Linked DNA regions of Mus musculus: region 2 is linked to region 1. Evidence: chromatin contacts called from public Hi-C data. All regions are on one chromosome and are shown on one strand. The core of a region is the stretch at or near the end of the contact, and the rest is flanking DNA. Distances in the headings are between cores, read along the strand shown.

Region 1 (7,013 bases), core at 3,138-5,637:
GTCCTAAGTATACATACATATTTGTTTTTAATTTAATTTGTTGGGTTTTATTTGGTTTGGTTTGGTTGTTTATGATTTACTTTTACTTTCTAATATTTGTGTGTTTGTGCTTGTGTATGTGAATGAGAGAGAGCAGGGTGGGGAGAGGGCGTGGGTATATGCCAAATGTACTGATGCCCACATTGCCTGGAGTTAGAGAAGGTTGTTTGCTGCCCCCCTGTGGTAGAAACCAAACAGGTACTCTGGAATAGCAACAACAGCAAGCACATGTAACTGCTCAGCCATTTCTCCAGTCTCCTAATTTTGTGTTTCACTAGGTAGCCCAGGATGTCCTCAGATGCATAGTAATTCTCCTGCATTAGCCTTCCTAGTGCTGCATGTACACGTGTTAAGTGAAACTACCATGATTAGATTCGTACTTGTGTTCATGAGTGTGTCATAAAACACTGCATTTTTAACTTATTCATATTCATCTCACTAAACTAAGACTGCCTCAAATCAGGTAAACAGCATGGCAATGATTGATAGAGATATCATTTAATAGGAAGATATATTTTCACTGTTTTATGCAGCATACTTTAAGAAATAAGTATTTCTCTGATATTCAGCTCTTCTATTGGCAAATTGCATTAATTAGGACAAAATGTTTGACTTTTCCTCAGTTTCCCTATCTCTATAATTAGTAAACTAGATTTAATGATTCTTACTTTTGGGTCCTGTTAATATTACTATATTGCCTTATTTCCTTTCACATCTGTTCTTTTCCTTTCTTAGCTTCAGAGCTGCCATTAAATTCCTTTTACTATTTAATACTGTATGATTTATTATGTTCCTTTTTTTGCTACATGATCTTTTCTCGAGAGTTACAGATCACTTTTAGACATGAACCGTTTTGTGTTTATTTTTTCTCATTGTTCCCAAGTATATTACACCATGTTAGTGTGTCATTGTTAATTGATTTTGATAGTACTGGTCAGGAATTTTGTAAGAGAACTAAATCAGTAAGACATCTTAGGAAGTAGGGGTGCTTGCAGCAGCAGTTTTCTGGGACTCGCATGGTAGAGGGAGAGAACCAACTCCTACAGGTTGTCTTCTGGCTTCTATTCACACATAATGACACTTGTGTACATATATAATAAATAATTAACATTTAAATTTTTTAAAAAAATTAAAGATCACTTAATAGGACCAAAGTGAAAAAAGGTATAGAATAAATAACTTATGAGACAAAGGGAAAAAAGCTGTGATATTTTCTATTATATATGGATATTATTGCTTAGAGCTGATTTCTTTATTTATTTGCTTCATTCATTTTGAGAGAAGTTTTGCTTTGTGCAGCCAGGCTGGAGTGGAACTCAAATATATATCCCAGTTGACCTTGAACTCCATGCCTTAGACTACCAAATGATGTTTGTTACGGAAGTGAGCCAACATACCCAACTGTTATTTAGTTATGGGAAAGAGTTTACTTATTAACTACATGATCCTTTAATTGTATGATAGTTACTTAGTATTAGTTAGTTTACAAGCTTGTAAAGTTAGGTTTCATACTAATTTACCTTCTTTCCCCCCTTCTTTTTTTAATCAGTTCTCTGAGAGTGTGAGTGGCGCAAAATTTGAGGAAGACCATCTTTCCCATTATTCTCCCTGGTCTTGTGGTACCATAGGCTCTTGTATAAATGCCATTGATTCGGAGCCCAAAGACGTAATTGCTAATTCAAATGCTGTATTGATGGTATGATTTGCTTGATTGGGGAAGGGGGTGGTGGAGGTAGGGAAGATAATGTTGGTATCTGAAGTTTTTAAATGAATACTTTAGTCTTTCATATTCTGGCTATGTATAACTTACCTGTAAGTATCAGGGTAATATTTCAACAAAACTAATTTTATGTAATGTTTAAATTATTTAACCGTAGTTTGGTAGTTTAATATAGTTGTTATATACCATTGAGATCTAAAGTTAGTATAAAGTTGACCAGAAAAACCTAATTATGTGTTTTGAGAACATACTTTATCTTTAGCTACAGCAATCGTCAGCAGCTCTTTCATGGGTATTTTTTGGTCTGTGTAGGACCTGGACAGTGGGGATGTAAAGAGAAGAGTGCATTTATTTGAAGCTCAGAGAAGGACAAAAGAAGAAGACCCAATTATTCCCTTTAGTGACGGACCCATTATCTCAAAATGGGGTGCAATTTCCCGATCCTCCCGAACAGGTTACCATACAACAGATCCCGTCCAGGCAACTGCTTCCCAAGGAAGTGCAACTAAGCCCATCAGCGTATCAGGTAAGCCATTTTACTAATACCAAGGAATTTTTTTTACCATGTACTGTTTATTCCTAACCTCTGAGGTAGAAAACTTAATAATATGAGAATGAAATGGTTTAAGTAGAATTTTTGGCTAGTGGGAAAAAATACATTGCCATTTTAAATAGTACATATTTATATTCTGATTTTTAAATTTTCTTTCTTTCTTTCTTTCTTTTTTTTTTTTTTTTAGTTTTTTGAGACAGGTTCTCACTATATCCCAGCTGGCCTCAAAGCATAGCTGTGGCAGTGCTTCTGCCTTAGCCTCCTGAGTGCTGGGATTGCAGATGTGTACCACCTTGTCTGGCTTATTTTCTGCCTTTCTAAACTGTTTTTCTGTGTTCCATGCAGATTATGTCCCTTACGTGAATGCTGTCGATTCAAGGTGGAGTTCATATGGCAACGATGCTACATCATCAGCACACTATATTGAACGGTAACTATACTCTCATTTCCTTTACTCTCAAACTTACATGCACCTAAAATAGAAAAATCATTACTGGTTGTCCATGGATTAAGCCTTGCTAATTTGAGCTGTGTAAAAACTTTCTGAATGCTGGGCGTGGTGGCGCACGCCTTTAATCCCAGCACCTGGGAGGCAGAGGCAGGCGGATTTCTGAGTTCGAGGCCAGCCTGGTCTACAGAGTGAGTTCCAGGACAGCCAGGGCTACACAGAGAAACCCTGTCTCAAAAAAAAAAAAAAAAAAAAAAAAAACTTTCTGGAACAAATTTTACATTTGGAATAGTGACTAAAACACATTCAGTGATCGTTACAAAGAACATAGAGTCATTATTGCTTTGGCTCCTTTATGTCTCACTTTAACTACAGTAAATATAATTCTTTTTAAAGGGACAGATTCATTGTTACTGATTTATCTGGTCATAGAAAGCATTCTAGTACCGGAGACCTTTTGAGCATTGAACTTCAGCAGGTAGGCTCTATATATTTAGCTTTGATTTTTAAAACGTAAAATAATAATTGAAAGCTAAGCTTATGTTTTCTTCTCTCTTCATGGAGGCCAAGAGTAACTCATTACTTCTTCAGAGGGAAGCTAATGCTCTGGCCATGCAACAAAAGTGGAATTCCCTGGATGAAGGCCGTCACCTTACTTTAAATCTTCTAAGCAAGGAAATTGAACTAAGAAATGGAGAGGTAAGGGAACCGAACCTCTCAGCAATACACTCTCAGACTTCTGAACTAAATCTTTAACTGTACCATTAGGCTTCTTATTTTTATTTAAAAGAGATTCTGCAGGTATAAAATTAATATAATTTTTTTTTAATTTATAGAATGACTACACAGAAGACACTGTAGATACAAAGCCTGATAGGGATATTGAGTTAGAGCTTTCAGCCCTTGATACTGATGAACCTGATGGCCAGAGTGAACAAATTGAAGTAAGTTCCTCAATTGGATAAGTAGTGGCTTTGTTTTGTTGCAAATTAAAATACATAAAATACTGTCATATTGAAGGATTAACATTTTATTTTCTCAGGAAATTTTGGACATACAACTTGGTATCAGTTCTCAAAATGACCAGTTGCTCAATGGAACAGCAGTGGAAAATGGTCATCCAGCCCAGCAGCACCAGAAGGACCCAGGAAAGCCGAAGAGACAGAGTTTAGGTGAAGACCATGTGATTCTGTGAGTGTTAGACAGACCCTTCATAATCAGAGGGTAGAGGCGATCAATACTTAGCGCTAGATGTGCTGGTAGATTCTTGGTTTTTTGTTTTTTTTTTGTTTTTTTTTTTTTTTGCCTTTTTCTATTTATGGGGAAACCTTGTATAATAAAGTAATGATTTGGTCAGTCTGTGTTTTTAGAGGAATTTGAACTAGTAAAGCAGTTTATTTTAAAACCAAAACTCAATTTGGGAATGAAAGTTCTCTTATCTCTAACATCAGGTTATAGTTCTTCAATTTGACCAAACTTGAAGATCATAGGATGGAAAAATAAATCCTAGATTATTTCAGTATTTGGGAAGCACAGGCAGAATCTGCTATTTATATGCTCTAAGTTGTCATGGACTCCAGAGGAAGACAAACCACAAAGTCTAAAAAGCAAACCACAAGGGGCTGGAGAGGTGACTCAGCAGTTAAGCGCACTTGTTTTTTGTAGAAGACTCAGGTTTGTTCCTGAGCCTAAGCATTCACATGGTGGCTTATGACCATCCATAACTCTTGTTTCAAGTGATTCAACCCCCCTCTTGCAACCTCCAAGGGCATTGTACACATGTGGTGCACATACATACATGAAAGCAAAATACTGTATACATAAATTTTATTTTAAAAAACCTTAAAAACTAAAGCAAACAAAAACCTGTGCTGAATGTTTCTTGTTTTAAAAAATCTTGTTATGATGTTCTTGGCTATTATATTGCTATTTTGTATAATTTTTGCCAAATATTTGGTCCTGGTCTTAAAATACTGATTAGATGACACAAATTATCAAGTTTAATTTTTAAATTTTGAAAATATGACCTTTTTAGTGACTTGTAATACTTTAAAAATTATTTAATTTTTATTTATTAGCTTTTATGTGTATGGGTGTTTTGACTGCATATATGTCTATGTGTGTGCAAGCTTTGTGCCCAAAGAGGCCCGGAAGGACATTGCTTCCTCTGAGATTGGAGTTACAGACTGCTGTGTGGTTTTGGCTGTTGAACCCCCAGGTCCTCTGGAGTAGCAGTTGTGCTTTAACTTCTGAGCCTTCTCTTTAGCCCCTACTTAATACATTTTTTAATAAAGAAGATAGGCTTTTCTGTGGGCTTAGAGTTTGAAGTAGCTTTCAGAGAGCAAATGTGATAACTCTTAAATTGTACATAAGTTAATTTGCTTTCACTGTCATTTTCTCTCAGGGAGGAGCAAAAACCAATTCTGCCGGTAACATCTTGCTTTAGCCAGCCACGTCCAATGTCTATTAGCAGTGCAAGCTGCCTCCCCATCACCACATCTGTCAGTGTTGGCAACCTCATTCTGAAAACTCACGTTATGTCTGAAGATAAAAACGACTTTTTAAAACCTATTGCAAATGGGAAGATGGTTAACAGCTGAAAGGAGGCTCAGCTTTCAAATCTGTGACCACACCATGGAAGCATTTACACTAGCTTTTTATATATATAATATATATTATATAATGTATATTTTTTTTAAAAAAAAAGATATTACTGGGGGCATCCATTTCCTGTGGACTCTTTGATACTTCAAGCCCTCTTGCATTAGCATTATGAAAAAAAAGAAAATTTACTTTACTAGGGTAATGTTCACTTTCCAGAAATTATTGGAATTTGGACAACATTTAACTTAAGCTTCAAGCAGCTTTTTATGAGTTTGTAGCAATCCGGTGCAGTAACTGAGCCATTTCCTATTTTAAATGGCTTCTACAGTAAATTAACAACTCAGTTATTAAACTAGCAGGATCCTACAATGATACATCTAGTGAAAGTAGAGTTAATTAACTTATTTCTATTTTATGTTTCACTGAGAGAAATTTCCATCTCATTCCAGCTGCTTTATTTATCTTTTTCATTGGACTTTGCATGGATTTTTCTTTCTTTCTTTTTTTGTTTTGTTTTGTTTTGTTTTTCCTTTTCTTTTCTGTCTTTTTTTTTTTTTTTTGAGAGTGGAGTTAGATGTTCTTACCATAGAGTTTTACAGGGTTATAATAGCTTTCTTTACTGCATTATATGTAGAAGTGTAGTGCAGTGCTTTTATCTGTAGCATTTAATTTTTTAATTTTCCATTTTTCAAGAATAGTTTCTGCTTTGTTAATATTTATACACAGGCTACTTGTTGAAGTAATTAATTAAAAATATAACCAAGTGCCTAAGTCTTTCAGCTGATGTACTAGATATTAAATTCTCCTAAGTTATGCAGAATCGTTTTTACAATTTTGATAAATTATGCACTAATGTAATGGCAATTTTTTAAAATGCAGATTTAAGCCTGTACATTATTGAATCTGATGACTTGGCAAAAGAATCAGGTGCTTTCAGCTTTCTTGAGAAAACCCTGTATGTAGCGTTTGCACTGACTAACAAGATGGTATTGCTGGGTCTTTAATTTAAAGAAATTAATTTGGGTGTTCATTGCATTATTTAGTTAGATATTGTTTATTGTTACTTCATGTTGGGTTTAATTTTCTTGTTTTCTGACTGTTAGGTTGATAAGACTTTGAACCATGTAGTAGTAGAACATTGGCTAACATTACCCATACTTAAAAACATGAATAATTTCTGCCCTGCCATAATGTGACTGAAATTTTCACTTGGCATCTGAAAGTATGCAGTATGTTCAACCAGCTCTGCCCCAGATTTGTGGGTAGTAGTTTATTGAAGCTTAAATTTCAGTCAATATTTAAAAACAAAAGCAGGGCATGCCTTTCTGGTAGTAATCTAATAGTTTATCTTTTTGTTTTTCTTCCATTTCTTTAAGATTAGTTTGACTTTTATTATTTTTTAATTAACTTCTGTGAAGTTGTTTACTCTGAAAATTGTACTGGAATATTTTAAGCCAAGCTGATCTTTCACCAGGTGTACTGTATGTAAGGGCTTCTCCTGCTAGCAAGATGCTTAAACAGGATCATGTTATTGGTCGTCTGAGCTATTTAGTTATTTTACAAAAACCACAGCATTGTATCAGAGAAGATTTTGATAAAAGTTTTGTGCACATTTCCAGGGGTGGGAGGGTTAACATTTCCCTGAAATT
Region 2 (7,013 bases), core at 3,283-5,782, 47 kb before region 1:
CTTCATTAATATAATTTGTTCTAATCTGAGGTGATAATAAAACTGGAATCTTATGTTCCCTTTTGATATTTTTTAACCCCACATAGTGCCATTGAGCTCGATTTATATTTGTGAATATTTGTGTATATTATCAAGTCATTAAGTTTTCATATCTCTTATTTTACTTTTGGCATGATTTGTGCAGCTCGGGCTGGCCTCGAGTTTGCCTTGATTCTTGAGCACTGAGATTATGTCTTTGTTTTGAATTGCCTCTGTATGCATTTTCTTTTCGAGCAGTCATCAGGTGAATAGTTTTAATTTTTAAAAGCTACTAGAATTAGTTATAATGTCTCATTATATGTATGAATATCTGTACATTCAATTTTTTTGTCCTTACAATGAAGAGCAAAATTTACTGCCAGGCAAATCACCTTCTCTGACCACAAGAAGTCACTTTCAAACTGTCCTATTTCTCTACATAACTCAGCTCTGTGTAGAGTTTCTACAGTATTTAAGTTTTATTGACTCTTTTCTATATTTTAACATGTAAAATACTTTGTACTATATAAGAGGTTTGTGAAAATTATGTGGTATTATATATAATTTTTGTGATACTTTTGTGGGAATAATGCTCTACATTGAATTTTTAACTCTGGGAGAGACTTTAAAGAATATAAGTCTCAAAGTCACTTCATAAACCAAGTCACTAATTAATCACATTAAGCAGGTCACCTGTCCTTCAACATTCTTTTTGTTTTTTTTTGTTTTTTTTTGTTTTTTTTTTGTTTTCGAGACAGGGTTTCTCTGTATAGCCCTGGCTGTCCTGGAACTCACTCTGTAGACCAGGCTGGCCTCGAACTCAGAAATCCGCCTGCCTCTGTCCCCTGAGTGCTGGGATTAAAGGTGTGTGCCACCATGCCCCGCAACTTTTCTTAATTTTATATAAAATAACTTTGATCTTCCTAATTTGTAGAGTTATTTCTAAGTAAATTTCTACAAATTTATATTCTTCATGTGAACAGAGGAGACATGTCTTTTCAAACACTGCTATTTGCTATTTGAGTACTCTCTTGGAAACAGAACTTTTTTAAAAGTAAACATTTTGTTCCACTTTATAATGGATTGGTTCAGTGGCTAATTTCCTTTCGCACATAACTTAAGAATGGCCAGTTATAGTTGTGAGCGTATTCCCCTCAGAGAAACAGTTTGTGACTGAAGTGCTTCTCTTATTTTTGCTTCCTGAATTGATTTTTGGAAGGGAGGGTTAGGGATGGGTGGAGTAAACAGTGAGTTCTTGGGGGAAGTGGTATGTACTATACTGGGTGTTCAGAACATTTTGAATGTGTTTTAAGTTTTATTCGTGCCTTGTAAGATTGTTGTAAAATCAAAATTTGTGAGCACTTTGAAAGTTTTGCTTGTGGGGAGGGTGTTTTATAATGTGGTTGTTATTTATATTATTTATTTCCATTACGTGGACAAATTGATCCTAGGAGCTGGGCAAAGTGCACATGCCTATAATTCTAGCACTTGGGAGATAGAGGCAAGAGATTCAGTTCAGGGCCAGCCTTTCTTATATATAGCTAAGTTTTAGGCCAGCCTCATATACAGGAGACATTGTTTTAAGGAAAACAAAATAAAAAAGTAAAACAAAACAAAAACATTCCTGGGAGAGCATCCGCTTGCATGACATTTCTGAAAAATTCAGCAAAGTAGAATCTGTAAAGATATGAAGGTATGACAAAGTAAAGTGTAGCATTTATTCATTTTAAATACTTTTAGCTGTTTGTTTATGTCAGAAAAAGCAGTATATTTGGGTTGAACCTAGTATGTACTGCATTTAAATGTGTAAAAGATCTTGAAAAGGTTGTTACTTTGTTGTAGAGAAAATCCTTTCCTCTTTTCATTGGATGTAATTATGTTTGTATGAAACAATAAACCGGAGGTGGGAATGGAGAACTTTGGGCTTGTGTATTTCTATGAATTTTAAAGGAATCATTTTCTCTTTAGTAATAATGTTTTTTAAAATTATGTGTGTGGGGTTATGTGTACATAAGATTTATTATTATATTTTTAGTTATGTGTATGTGTGGGCATATGCTTGCTAGCAGCTTTGGATCCCCTCCTGGAGCTGCAGTGAAGGCAGCTGTGAGCTGGGAACTGCACTCAGTTGCTGTGCAAGAGTAGTCAGCTACATTAACCACCTGGTAATCTATGAAGCCCAAAGACTCACTCTCTCCTGCCTGTTTAATGTACCACCACCTGGCACATTTCTGTTATTTTCAACTGGACAGTGAAAAGTAGAACTACCTACTGGGGCTGGAGAGATGGCTCAGTGGTTAAGAGCATGGACTGCTCTTCCAAAGGTCCTGAGTTCAAATCCTAGCAACCACATAGTGGCTCACAACCATCCATAATGAGATCTGACGCCCTCTTCTGGTGCATCTGAAGACAGGTACAGTGTACTTATAATAATAAATAAATCTTAAAAAAAAAAAAGAACCTACCTACTGGTTTATATATGTACTAAAAGGTAGATAAACAGATTACCAACTGTCATAGGGCTTGTATTTTAATGGAGGTAGACAAACAATTGTTAAGTTTTTGAAATTAATTTGGAAAAATGCCAGTGATTAAAAAATGATAGGGAAAGCTGGGTCGTGCAGATATCAAGGATCAAGGCCAGCCTGGTCTATAGAGTGATTCCAGGACAGCCAAGACTATACAGGTTTTTGAGCCCTGTCTAAAAAACATAATAGGGAAAGGAAGGTGTGATTGTTAACTTTTAATGTGGTTTTCCATGTTTGGGGAATGTTTCCTGTGTGAAATGGAAAAATATCAAATGGAAGTAGAATGGAAAATGCACACACAGTAGGTTAGGGAACATGTATATATAAAATTACTCATCACTGTCCAGTTGAAAAGAACAGAAATGTGCCAGGTGGTGATGGTGCACACCTTTGAGCCCAGCACTCCAGAGGCAGAGTGAGTTCCAGGAAAGCCAGGGCTACACAAGAAACCCTGTCTTGAAACAAAAACAAAAAGAAAATACCAAAATGTACACCTGATTGTTGGGAAACTTTCTTTTTTGATTAACATAATTGGATGAAATTATGAATAATGAGTTATTAATGTATAGCTGGTGGGGCTGCCAGGTGGTGGTACATGCCTTTAATCCCAGCACTTGGGAAGCAGTCAGATCTCTGCGTTTGAGGCCAGCCTGGTCTACAGAGCTAGTTACAGGCTAGCCAAGGCACCAGAAAACAAAACAAACAACAAACAGGTGGGGCCAATGGATCTTTCACAAAAAAAAACAAAATGCAAAAACTAAAAAGCCGATCTTGTCACACTTGCCAGAAGCTTTGTGTCACTGGAGCTGCAGTTGTAAGCAGTTCAGTCTATGATTCTGCCTGGACCTTTCAATTGCTGGGTTCACAGGGATGCACCATCACATCTGCATTTTTTTTTAAAGATTTATTTATTTATTATATGTAAGTACACTGTAGCTGTCTTCAGACACTCCAGAAGAGGGCATCAGATGTGAGCCACGGTGTGGTTGCTGGGATTTGAATTCAGGAACTTCAGAAGAACAGTCGGTGCTTTTAACCACTGAGCCATCTCGCCAGCCCCACATCTGGATTATAACTCATGTATATTTAAAGCTTCATTAGAGAAATTTCCATATTCTAACTTACATACAGATTATTATCATGGATGTTGCTGAACATTTTGTTTCACATTCAGTTGCACATCATTAGCATAGATTCACAATATTAACCTTTTAGGATTACTTTGATAAATTAACTATAAAACTAAAATGCTTTTAAAATATCAGTTATCATACAGCCTGGCATATTTGTTTATAATTGTTGCTTTTCTCATCCTTATTTTCAGTCTTTCTTCATAATTCCTACCTTACAGGTTGCCATAAGTCCTCTAACAAATATTGAGTTATAATTCCAAAACTTGTAAAATTTGATCCTTCTCACTTTTGAGGCATCTGGGATTTTAGATGAGGTAGGTGGGTTTGCCAAACGTTTTCACTTTGGTCCTGGTTTTTGTAAACTGGAGAATTATTTGCTAATCTGGTTAGTATCTCACTACAAAGAGAGTAAAGTAGACTGTAACATAGATGAAGCAGGTTCTGCTCTATGGATGATAAATTTAACGTTGGCTCAATCTTGCAAGCCTCCTGGTCAAGGCTTAGATGTGCAGGGAGTTTCCCATAAGGCCCTTCGTCTTGCCTAGTCCTCGCATCATCTCCCACAGTACTCTGGGGTTCCTTTGTCATGTGACGAGGGTGGCTTTCTTCTTCAGAGGGAAACTGATGCGCAGTTCTGGTGGCCGGGCCACTACGCTTCCCTTCTGCCCCAACTCCCGGGCTTGCGTAATCTCGCGTGAAGTGAACAGTATCTTCTCGCGAGAGCTAAATCGGGATCCCTCCAGGTCCGCCTCCGTGGTGAGGAGGAGGAGGAGAAGGAGGAGGAGGAGGCGGAGGGAGGGAGGAGGAGGAGGCCCCGTCGCGGCCTTCGCCGCCGCCAACGGGGCTGTCCCTGTAGCTCCCGATGGAGTTTGAGGCCCTGAAACCGCCGCCGAGCTCTGCCCCGGCGAGACGAGGCGCCTCCGTCGCCGAGCCGCGCCGTCGCGGGGCCCCCGGGAGCGGCCCTTAGCGACCCCGCCCGGGCCCCTCAGGTAGGGCGGGGGCGGGCAAGATGCGGCTGGGGCCCTGGCCCGGCTGCCGGGTCCTCAGAGGTGGGGCGGGGAGCTGTCTCTGCCCGGCGGCCTGTGCACGGTGGCCGCCGGTACCCCGAGGGTTGGGAGTCGCGGGCCGCACCTGACACGACAGAGAGGCCCCTCGCTCTGGTAGGGCTTTTTGATGCGAAGCGAAACGCTCAGATGGCCACCTTTCTCCAGCACCGGCTGAAGGGACGCCTCTGACCACTGAGGATCCCACCCGAACAGAGGCCGGCTTCCTTCTTTGCTTAACCCATGTAGGAAGAGGGGCTTTCGAAAAGGTCCCCGAGATCAGGTCCTGTCTTAGCGTTTTCTTTTCAGCCCTTGGGCTTACCGAGACCACAGCGCTGGGATGGAGGCGATCTGAGTGTTGTAAATAGGGACCCTGGCTAAACAATGCCCAGGGAGGGCTTAACCTCCCTGGAGGGAGATGGCTGGACCAGGGGATGTGACTAGGAGCGATGGCATGAAGCACAGCCAGGGAATTCTGCTATAGTTTTCTTTCCCCCTTTCTTATTATTTTCCTTGGGGGAGCCTCATAAGGAGACTCTTCCACCATCTTAGGAGAATGGTAGAAAGCATCTTTGTTTCTAAGAGAAACAGCTGTACTTTTCTGTCGTTAGGAAGGAGATAAGGGTAGCTGTCATTTCCATCCTTGAAATCACCAGAGTTTTTAAGATACTGGCAGACACAGCCTTCAGACCAAAATAGTCTAAAGTAATCACAGACATTAAGTATTCAAATTCAGTGATTCTCAACCTGTTTAGATTTTTGTTTAAGCTCCACCTCGGTTCTTTTTAATCCCACTGTCCTCCTAACCTTAGGACCCTAAGGAATTTCTTCTCATCTTGACCCACTGTAATTAGAGTTGACTTTATATCCCGAATAAAGTGTTAAAAGTGTTTTACAAATCTTCCTGTCATTTTTAGTAGTCAGGCTTTAAAGTTCCAGTAAAAACTTGGAGTTAACCAGAGAAAGCTAATAATGGCACACTAAAGTGATATTATTTGACAGAAGGAAAGAAACGAATGTTCTAGTTGGTGGGTCTAGTCTCTTTGTGGTTAACTTGTATACACAGCCTAAGACTTGGACTCATTAAGAATAGTTTGTAGATTCCTGTTTTTACCTTTTATGTGGTTAAAAAACTACATCACTGATCTGACATCAATATCCATGTTAAATTGTTTACTTAAATTGTTTACTAACACAGTCAGTTCTTGAAAACCCAGAGACTATTCTATCCTATTAAAGGCTATTTTCCAATATTACCATTGTTTTGTTGATTTGGTGATTCATGTTTCCCACATTCAGAGTTTGGAAAATTGCTTGAAGGACAAAACACTTAATATATTTTCTAGTCTTGTTTAGGGAAGACAGGTACCATAATTAAACAGGCTTTTATTCTTCGAGAATTGAATTGAAATCTAATTCATTAGTGGAGCCTTTGAATTACCCCATGAGTTATTGTTGTGTTAGTATGACATGCAAGAAGACGTTCTTGTTCATGTTTTCATTAATTTAGTTTCTGTGTTTGTAATTTGCTGCCTTCCAGTTGTCAGAGGCATTATTTTCTACACTTAGGATTTTATATTTTAAGACTAGAGCCTGTACGTTATGTGATGGGTAAAAATGCTATAAATTTGTAAAAAGTTTTGTTTATTTTGTTTTTTGTTTTGTTTTGTTCTGTTCTTTGAGACAAGATTCCCCTTCACAAGTAGCCCTGACTGTCCTGTAACTCACTATGTAGACAAGGCTAATATTGAACTCAAGAGAACACCTGTTTCTGCCTCATGAACACTGGGACTAAAGGTGTGCACCACCATCCCTGGCTTAACAAGGCTGTAATAAGTACATGCTTATTTTTGGTTGGACCTGGTTGAAATTTCATTTCCTAGAGATGGAAAAGGGAAGTCTATGATTAAAAATAAAGCTAGTTGGAAATTAAAGATGATTTGTACCCAGTCTCGTGAGAATTGTTGATTACATCTCTAATTTCTAATTCCATTTCTAAATCCTTAAGTGTGTGACTCGTACCTCAAAATTTCTAATAAAAATCAGATCTTGAGTATTATTTTATATTATTTGTAGTCGAGATTTGCTTTTACTACTTGATAGCCACATGTGACAGTTAAGGACTTAAAATGGAGTTAGTGTAATTTGAAATGTGTTGTTAAATGCAAAATGTATACTACATTTCAAAGACTTAATGGAATATTCTATAACATTTTAATATTTAGGTTTTTACATGATTACATGTTAAAATGATATTTTACTTATAAAATAAACCACCAAAATTGATTCCG

The links. A called contact is a pair of places that touch in the nucleus more often than the background predicts.
Region 2: a Hi-C map of the G1E-ER4 cell line shows a contact between it and region 1, with 2.0 times the contacts expected there. The contact joins the promoter of Rc3h2 here to the enhancer-like site in region 1. A contact is called at or near these places in 17 of 39 promoter capture datasets (the 3T3-L1 cell line, 3T3-L1-derived adipocytes, the HPC-7 cell line and 11 more), 2 of 15 datasets of contacts at CTCF or cohesin (CD8 T cells and the NIH/3T3 cell line), 152 of 484 Hi-C or Micro-C datasets (3T3-L1-derived adipocytes, the 4T1 cell line, the AML12 cell line and 79 more), 12 of 115 datasets of contacts at active chromatin or transcription factors (CD8 T cells, the HPC-7 cell line, the SCID.adh cell line and 5 more) and 3 of 9 other capture datasets (adipose tissue, liver and pancreatic islet).

The regions. Positions count from the first base shown.
Region 1 is chr2:37,373,580-37,380,592 of GRCm38.p6, reverse strand. Rc3h2 (ring finger and CCCH-type zinc finger domains 2) reads left to right here. Exons shown (of 22, transcript NM_001100591.1): 15 at 1,589-1,735; 16 at 2,072-2,285; 17 at 2,658-2,742; 18 at 3,157-3,238; 19 at 3,325-3,459; 20 at 3,597-3,704; 21 at 3,803-3,951; 22 at 5,165-7,013. The coding sequence ends at 5,360. Among named protein-coding and RNA genes, the nearest start is that of Pdcl, 18 kb to the right of the region's middle. Within about 2 kb of position 4,387, at least 35 of the 459 cell types and tissues checked have an H3K27ac peak or open chromatin away from gene starts, as enhancers often do. A contact at or near this core is called in the 4T1 cell line, the C2C12 cell line, DN2 thymocytes and 11 more, where this site is marked.
Region 2 is chr2:37,420,422-37,427,434 of GRCm38.p6, reverse strand. Rc3h2 (ring finger and CCCH-type zinc finger domains 2) reads left to right here and starts at 4,532. Exons shown (of 22, transcript NM_001100591.1): 1 at 4,532-4,668. Zbtb6 (zinc finger and BTB domain containing 6) reads left to right here. Exons shown (of 2, transcript NM_146253.5): 2 at 1-1,935.